Linked DNA regions of Triticum aestivum: region 2 is linked to region 1. Evidence: chromatin contacts called from public Hi-C data. All regions are on one chromosome and are shown on one strand. The core of a region is the stretch at or near the end of the contact, and the rest is flanking DNA. Distances in the headings are between cores, read along the strand shown. Region 1 holds the start of LOC123110571 (serine/threonine-protein kinase SAPK9). Region 2 has its middle 42 kb from the start of LOC123115761.

Evidence for each region. Hi-C and Micro-C count contacts between places; a contact is called where the count stands out from the background.
Region 2: a contact with region 1 is called in a Hi-C map of leaf, with 3 times the contacts expected there. The contact joins the enhancer-like site here to the promoter of LOC123110571 in region 1. A contact is called at or near these places in 3 of 5 Hi-C or Micro-C datasets (all in leaf).

What each region holds. Positions count from the first base shown.
Region 1 is chr5B:91,881,764-91,885,852 of IWGSC CS RefSeq v2.1, forward strand. It overlaps LOC123110571 (serine/threonine-protein kinase SAPK9), which reads left to right and starts at 2,101. Exons shown (of 9, transcript XM_044531125.1): 1 at 2,101-2,441; 2 at 2,565-2,639; 3 at 2,745-2,846; 4 at 2,954-3,007; 5 at 3,108-3,200; 6 at 3,345-3,437; 7 at 3,663-3,767; 8 at 3,851-3,949; 9 at 4,031-4,089. The coding sequence starts at 2,262. It overlaps LOC123110570 (probable methionine--tRNA ligase), which reads left to right. Exons shown (of 18, transcript XM_044531124.1): 18 at 1-308. The coding sequence ends at 159.
Region 2 is chr5B:92,319,707-92,323,795 of IWGSC CS RefSeq v2.1, forward strand. No RefSeq gene overlaps it. Among protein-coding and RNA genes, the nearest start is that of LOC123115761, 42 kb to the right of the region's middle. Within about 2 kb of position 2,290, at least 2 of the 8 cell types and tissues checked have an H3K27ac peak or open chromatin away from gene starts, as enhancers often do. A contact at or near this core is called in leaf, where this site is marked.

The DNA.
Region 1 (4,089 bases), core at 851-3,350:
CCTGAGGCTTCTCTTAACGCCAAAAGCAAAACCTGGGAGAAGTTATCCGCCGATCTGCACAGCAACAGTGAGCTTGTGGCGTGCTACAAAGATGTTGCATTCACAACTTCGGCTGGGGTATGCAAGGTCAAGACCATAGCGAACGGGGAGATCCGCTAAGGCACAGTTCCATTTTGCAGTCTGACTGAGTCGTTGTCTGATTCCATTGAAAGTTAATATTGCTGATTTACTCTATTTTGGGGAATTTTGATGTGTCTTTCGAGTACTGCTCTGCACCATTGTGATTGAAAGCATGCATTTTTTTGGTATGTTCGACTCAGTCTCTCTTTCCTCTTTTTCCTTTTAGTTTTCTTTCTTTTAATTAGTGTATGTTCGGCTCACACCCTCAGGAGCTATCTTTATATAGGACCGTTTCTAGCTGAACTTAAAGAGCCCCCCAGTTGTTGGGAGGCCATTTGTGCTACTTCCTCTGTATCAAAATATAAGCCGTTTTTTTAGGTAATTTAGCATAAAAAAGGTCATATATTTTGGTACAGAGGTAATACAAGTCTAGCGCTAGCATCTATCTTTGCTTTCGCTAAAAAAAAACTTTTATCTTTGCTGCTTAGAAGGCCAGGTTGGATGAGCAGTAGCCGTCTGGCTCTATTGCATTTTCCATGGCAACCGCATATACTGTGTGGTTATACCATATTAGTCCCCATATATATGGAAACTATATGATTGGTTTCATCTGTCTCTCTTCTAAAGGGTACTCTACGCTGGTGCAGTAGACACAGGGAAGTACGATGCCAGGAAATGGATGTCACTGGAGATGGTCCCTGTCAAAATGCACGTCCTGTTTTAAAAGTACTGAAAATAAAACAACGGACGTCGTTTCAACAAAATGATTACCAACATTTTTTTGGTGGGAGTTACCTACATTGATAATAGCATAAATGAACTTTTAGTCACTGGTAACCCTTTTGCTAAAAAAAGCAAATCACCTTTTATTTATGACGAAAAAACACACCCAATACCGAGAAAACCTGAGAATCGTGATGTGTGAGATGAAGGTTATGTGAGTCTGTTTGGTTTGCAGCCTAAGCTTAGTCGTGTCATAATATCTTAGGCATATCGTTTGATTCATTGTCATACTTGTGGTTTGCACTTTTTTCTAGCTACATTGTCTACATGTTATAAACTCAGTTGTTTATCAAATCTTGCCATATGGTCATTTTATTACCCACACTTTATATTGCAGCCACATTTACCTCAGCTTAACTATGCGAAGTTAGTCATGAACTAGAAAGACCCCGTAATTTGATCGAAACTACTCTGTGCCCGATACTCAAGTGACCGATCACTGCACGACGTCTAATCAAGTGGTCCCATCACGTCAATCAAGTGGTCCGCTCCAATTTAAGGCCTTCTTTGGTTCATAGGATTGAAAAATCATAGGAATAGGAAAGTCGTAGGAAATGAGATGACATGCATCTCAAATCCTATGCATAGGAATAGAAAAGGAGATGCCCTTTGATTCACACCATAGGATTTTTTCCATTGAGTCTAGGCTAATGTTTATTTTCCTATGAAATGTGGAGGATAGGAAGAATTCCTCCATAGGAATAGGATTTCATTCCTACAAACCAAAGAGCTCTGAAGGAATTTTTCCTATAGAAATCCTATCTTATGAAAATCCTACAAAATTCCTCCAAACCAAAGGAGGCCTAACTCTATGCATGGATGGCTCAGATCTGGTTGTCGTCCCAAACTCGTGTGATTGGTGTCCTGTGTGTAGCAACACTCTAATTTGATCCCGGCTCTTGAGATATTTCCCCGCCTTTCCCCACCATCTTCGTCTCCACACGCTACATACACGTGAAACCGACGCTTGTGCCCCACCATGACAACCCGCATCCGGGCCCGCACTCCAGTTACCTTGACGATTCAAAGCCGCGAGTGGATTTCCTGGACCGCTTCAATGATATAGGTGGGCCCGCTAGTCAGGTGAGCCTAGGATAGAATGTCAAAGAAGAAAAAGGTGAGCCTAGGATAGAATGTCAAAAAAAAAGGTGAGCCTAGGATAAGCACGCCCCCATGACGTCATCCTCCTCTCTTCTTGTACTCGTAGATAGTGGCGGCAATAAGAATTAAGAAAAGCGCGCGGCCAGAGTTAGGAAGAAAGGTCCGACAGCGAGCGAGCGAGCGAGATAAGGAGAGAGAGGGCGCGCGCGGGGATCTCCCTGTCTTGATCGGCGGTAGAGTCGTCGGCGGCGGGGACGATGGAGAGGGGGCCGGCGGGGACGATGGGGCCGCTGAGTGACGTGCCGGCGATGCTCGACGGCGACCGGTACGAGCTGGTCCGCAGCATCGGGTCCGGCAACTTCGGCGTCGCCCGCCTCATGCGCAACCGCGCCTCCGGCGAGCTCGTCGCCGTCAAGTACATCGACCGCGGCGAGAAGGTACCACCCGCGCCACCACACTTCGATTATTTATTCCCGGTTTCCCACACGCGCACACTTGGCACCAGAGCCATGGCCTTTGATATTTACAAGTCTGATGCGTGCGTGCGTGCGCGCGCGCAGATCGATGAGAACGTGCAGAGGGAGATCATCAACCACAGGTCGCTGCGGCACCCCAACATCATCCGCTTCAAGGAGGTGAGTATACGATCGGCGATACAATCGCCTTCGCTTGCAGTATCGATTCTTCGATGGTTATGTGGACTGTGGTGGAATGATGCAATGAACAAACTCTGTCTTCAGGTTATTCTGACGCCGACGCATCTCGCCATCGTCATGGAGTACGCCTCCGGCGGGGAGCTCTTCGAGCGCATCTGCACCGCCGGTCGATTCAGCGTCGACGAGGTATCTCTCTTGACTCATAGCTCTGCCATATAGTCTTTTTTTCTTATCAAGAGTTGTACGATTGTACAATTTGGTTAACTCAGTTTGTATGTGTGTTCATTTTTCAGGCTCGGTTCTTTTTCCAGCAGCTGATATCTGGAGTCAGCTACTGCCACTCCATGGTATCAATCTGCTCCCCAAATTATACTGCTACTACTTGATTTTACCTTTCCATGTATTTTCCTATGCAACTGACAACATGAATTTGTTCTATTCGTTAAGCAAGTATGCCATCGTGACTTAAAGCTCGAGAACACTCTGCTGGATGGAAGCACCACTCCTCGCCTCAAGATATGCGACTTTGATTATTCGAAGGTATTCTAGGCTATTAATCTGGTGGAGCGCCTGAGTGCTTGCTTATGTGAACCATCTTACACCAGAAACTTATGTGACAAACAGAAGGTGTGTCGGTTACCAGATTTTTAATTGATTTGCAGTGCTGTTATTTTTGTTTTACAGTCATCGGTTCTTCACTCTCAACCAAAGTCAACTGTTGGAACTCCGGCATATATTGCCCCTGAAGTTCTGCTCAAGAAAGAATATGATGGCAAGGTGTGCATCCACCTTGGCGCTTTCAAGTTTAAACCGTCTGATACATACTCTGCCCCATCTGCTGCCTAATTTGAATAACTTTGCCCGGCCATGAAAACTTTACTTGCTTTATGAATCTTCCATCCACCTTTCGTGGGCATGGGTGGTGCATGGTCTTGAGGAACAACCATTTAAAGTACTTTCATGTTTTTTGCTAAAGCACTAATAATTTGTCTCTGAATGGAGATTGCCGATGTGTGGTCATGTGGGGTAACCCTTTACGTGATGTTGGTCGGTGCCTACCCTTTCGAGGATCCGGAAAATCCCAAGAATTTCAAAATGACAATTCAGGTATGCCGCCAGCCGTTCGGCTTAGCAATTCCACTAGTTGCAGTTATAGCCAAACATCTAAATACCGAGGTCAACTTTTTCAGAAAATATTAGGTGTTCAGTACTCGATTCCGGACTATATTCACATACCTATGGACTGCCGAAACCTTCTCTCAAGGATCTTTGTTGCCAACCCAGCTACGGTGAGTACTCGCTTCATCGACACACGCACGGTTTCGCTTGTTCGGCCCTCAGGATAACGCCTGTGCTATTTGAGCTTGCAGAGGATCACCATACCTGAGATAAAGAACCACCCATGGTTCCTCAAGAACCTCCCAGCTGA
Region 2 (4,089 bases), core at 1,040-3,539, 440 kb after region 1:
TCTCATATGATGAGCTGCCTCCACGCGGCCTCTCGGGCTCCTCCTGAAGGGGCGAGTGGGCACGGCTGGCATGAGGGTGAGCGTCTTGAGGCGTCCGTGCTGCTGGCGAGACACGGAAGGGTGGCGTGCCTTCGCAGGCGGCGTCGAGTAGCTCAGCGACGCGGAAGAGCAGAGCATCACGGCCGCCCTCGGCCAGCCTGCAATGCAGCAACTCACTGGCCACGACGAGTGCGGCTCGCGTGTTCGCCTACTCCCAGCGAGTGCCCAGGGACATCGCTGCGGCGTAGCTGGAGGATCTTGCTGTCGCTCGATTGCGGCGTTGAGTGGGGAGGGTATGGAAGTGTCCCATGGCGCCGGTGGCTGCTGTCGTTGGTGCCCATCCCCGTTTCGGCAAGCGGAAGGTGGCGACTAACTTCGCTGTTGAGCAGGGTCGCCTGGGTGACGCGGGCAGCCCATTGTTCGCTGCCAGCTCATGGAAATCCCGCCATAGGGACTGTGAAGCGGGGGCGAAGCGACCGATGGAAGAGAAGCTTCGACGCGCCCCTACCTGGCGTGCCAAATGTCGGATTACGGGGCCCGCGGACCCAAGAAAGGTTCGAACTCTGGGGTGTGTGCGAAGAACTCAACCTCTCAAGCCTCCCGATCCACTGTTCTCACGACCTAGCTTGATGAACGCGACAGAGAAAGACTCGGCGGTTTACCCAGTTTCGGCCACCTTGCGATGTAATACCCTACTCCTACTTTGTGATGGATTGGCCTCGCAATGGGCTGAGGATGAACTAGTACAGGTGGAAGAACAGCCTCAGGAGGCGTGTTCTTGCGATGAGCTCTTGGGGGTTCTACCAGCTGATCGTCTGGTGAGCTGATCGATCGATCTCCCTTTCTATAGTGGTGTCTAGGCCCTATTTATAGTGGCCTTGGTCCTTTTCCTCCAAAACTTAGGCGGGAAGGGGTCCCACAAAGGCCAAATTCGAAGGGGAACAAGAAGTACATCTAATCCTGACAAAAGGTGGTCTTCGCCTGCAAAGCCTCTGAGCATGACGACGTGGTGGGCTCGGCTTTGACATCCATCCTGCCGTTCTGACGGTCTTGGTCTTGTTGCTCGCAAATGGCAACCTTTGGCTGATTCCTTGGGACTCCACACCTGCACTGGCCTCTTTTGCACCAAAGAGGAAACCTGATGTATTGCGCCCGCTGGCGCGCACCTGGCCTTGGTCGTCATAGCTGATGTCATTTCAGTCTCGTGAGGCTGGGTCTTGCATAGAAATATCCGCTCCGTTCAGGAGGCAGCCTGGTGAGGCCGCTCCCTCAGGAGGTCTTGATGTCGCTTGTCTTGTCGTAGTCGAAGTTGGGCCATACCAGGCCATCGATGAAGCCACGTTGCGGGCCGCAGGCAGACAGGGCTGGTACCGTGGTTCCCAAAACGCCGACAGACATCTCACTTTTTTTTGCTACTACCAGTTTTCATTGTGTGTGTGCGCGCGTGGATTTTATGGCCAAAAGAAGGGTGCCTATTAATGTTGACACAAATTCATTTACAAAAAAGTGTTTTGGCCTATATAGGCTTTTAAATGTCAATCATTAGAAAATTTAGGTGTATGGATAAATCAGGGAGACATTTTGTTTTGTTGGAAGACAACAAATTTTATTGCGAAACTCATGCATATATAAATCGCTTAAGAACCTGTTTGGAGAAAAAATTACATCAATTTTCAAATTATGTGGAAGTAGGACAACTTGTTACGCATGCAAGCACGTCCCCGACTTTGCGCCCTGCCAGAACAGAAGCCACGGTTCGCGGTTGTGGCAAAACGGCACGACGTCGCCGTCATACCGGCTGAGCAGGCCCCGCCACTGCTCGGCGAGGATGCCCAGCAAGTACATGACGTTGGTTGTGTAGTCTTGCGACAACCTCACGTCCGCGACATGTGCGCTCGGAACGTGGCAATGGCTCCCCACATGGCGGGCGTGCCGATGTTGGGGATCGGCGTCACCAAAACGCCTCCTAGGCAACCGAATGTCTAGCAGCGCCATGAGGCCGAACCGCACCAACCCCTCGACGTCCGCCACGAACAGGCTGCACGAGGGCCAGTTGCTGCACCGAGCCTCGTGGTCGTGAGACGGCATCGCAGCAGTTATGGAGGCGGAGACGATGGGCTTTTTAAAAGGGAGGCGTCGGACGACTGCGGAGATGGACAACGGCGGGAGTTGTATGCAACAATGGTGTGTGTGTGGAAAGGGGGACTTAACGGCAGGAGAGGGCTGCGAGGTTGGTGGCCGCCAATGGTGGGAGCTCCTATTGCGCGCCTTCAGCGCCGCCTAAGATTACTGGCGCCTGCAGCAGCCGCTGGACGGGCCGGCCCACGATCGCCCAAGGTGCAACGCGAAAAAAGACGGACAGAAAATACATCGCAACTGGGATTCGATCCCGCGCCCTAGCGCTTTCACACCGAGACATCGCAACTGGGATTCGATCCCGCGCCCTAGCGCTTTCACACCGAGAGGCCAACCACTGGACCAGCCAACTACTTATGAATAATAACAACGCGAAGTTTTTAAAATGATAAAAACGCAGACGCGAAATTTCTTGCACATTACACTGTATCATTTATATTTTCTAATTATTTGAAAACATGTCACATATTATAGATGAAGTTCATGAGCATGCAAAAAAAGTTCACCAACTTGAAAAGGTTCAGGTACTAAAAAAAGTTCATGAATTTAAAAAAAGTTCATCGATTTTCAAAATAGTTCATCAAGTTTGAAAAAGTTCATTGAATTTGGAAAAGTTCATTGATTTTGAAAAAAGTTCATCTATTTTGAAAAAAGTTCATCGATTTTCAAAAAATGTTCATAGATTTTGAAAAAAGTTCATTGAATTTGAAAAAAAGTTCACTGTTTTTGAAATTCGTGAACTCTTTTCAAATCGATGAACTTTTTTCAGTTTTTTATTGAAAAAAAGCTCATCGGATTTTAAAAAAGTTCACAAATTTCAAAAAGAAATTCATCGGATTTGAAAATAGTTCACGGGATTCGAGAAAAAGTCCATGACACATGAAAAAAGTTCATCATAATTGGTAAAAGTTCATCGAATCTGAGAAAAGTTCATCATAATTATAAAAAGTTCATCGAATCTGAAAAAAAGTTCATCGATTTTGAAAAAAGTTCGGCGGATTTGAAAAAAAGTTCACTGATTTGAAAATAGTTCATCAGAAAAATGAAAAAAAAAAGTTAATGGATTTAAGAAACTACACATATTTGAAAAAAGTTCATTGAATTTCAAAATATGTTCATTGATTTGACGAAAAAGTTCATGTATGTGCCAGATAATTTATTGTCTCAGGAAGAAGAAAAATAGAAAACAAAAAGCAAAAAGCAAAACGAAAAAAAATGAAAAAAAACAAGAAGAAACGGAACGGAAAGAACAAGGGAAAGAAAATGTTCGAGTTAACCGCATCGGAGTGATTGGCGGGGTGGTTGCACTAGTATGTATTAAAGAGGGAGGTTGCTAGTTCGAATCTCTGCGAGCGTACTCTTTTTTGGCGTGTTAACAACGCAGAAGAAACACAGAAGAAAAAACTCCTATATGGGTCGGCCGAGCGCGGGGCACTGCAGGCGCCCGTTTGCAAAATACACATTAACGGGAGCCTGCAGCGCCAAATAGGATATGCCGCCAATGGTGGCTAGGGCTAGACGTCCGAGCGAGCTTTTAGGCTCGGCTCGAAGCTCGCTCCAGCTCGGCCCATTACAGCTCGGCCCGATAGGATAATTAAACGAGCCGAGCTATGGAAAGTAGGCCCGACTCCCGACCAAGCCGAGCCGAGTTTCGCCCGGTCCAGCTCGATGACTCGTTGAGGCCCAGCCCAATTCCGTCGGCCTTGCATCGCATTAGGTCACAGCAGAGAGAGCACGCACGCAAAGCAGTTTCCTCACCCTTCTCCCTTTCTCTGCCCGACGCCGCCACCCCCTCTCTTCACCGCGCCGCAAGCTGGACTCATCAGGCTCGGCATCGACGGCGGCCGGCGACGCCGCCTACCCTCACCACAACGGACGCAGGCGGATGGGTCTCCCCTGGTTTCTCGCCGAACG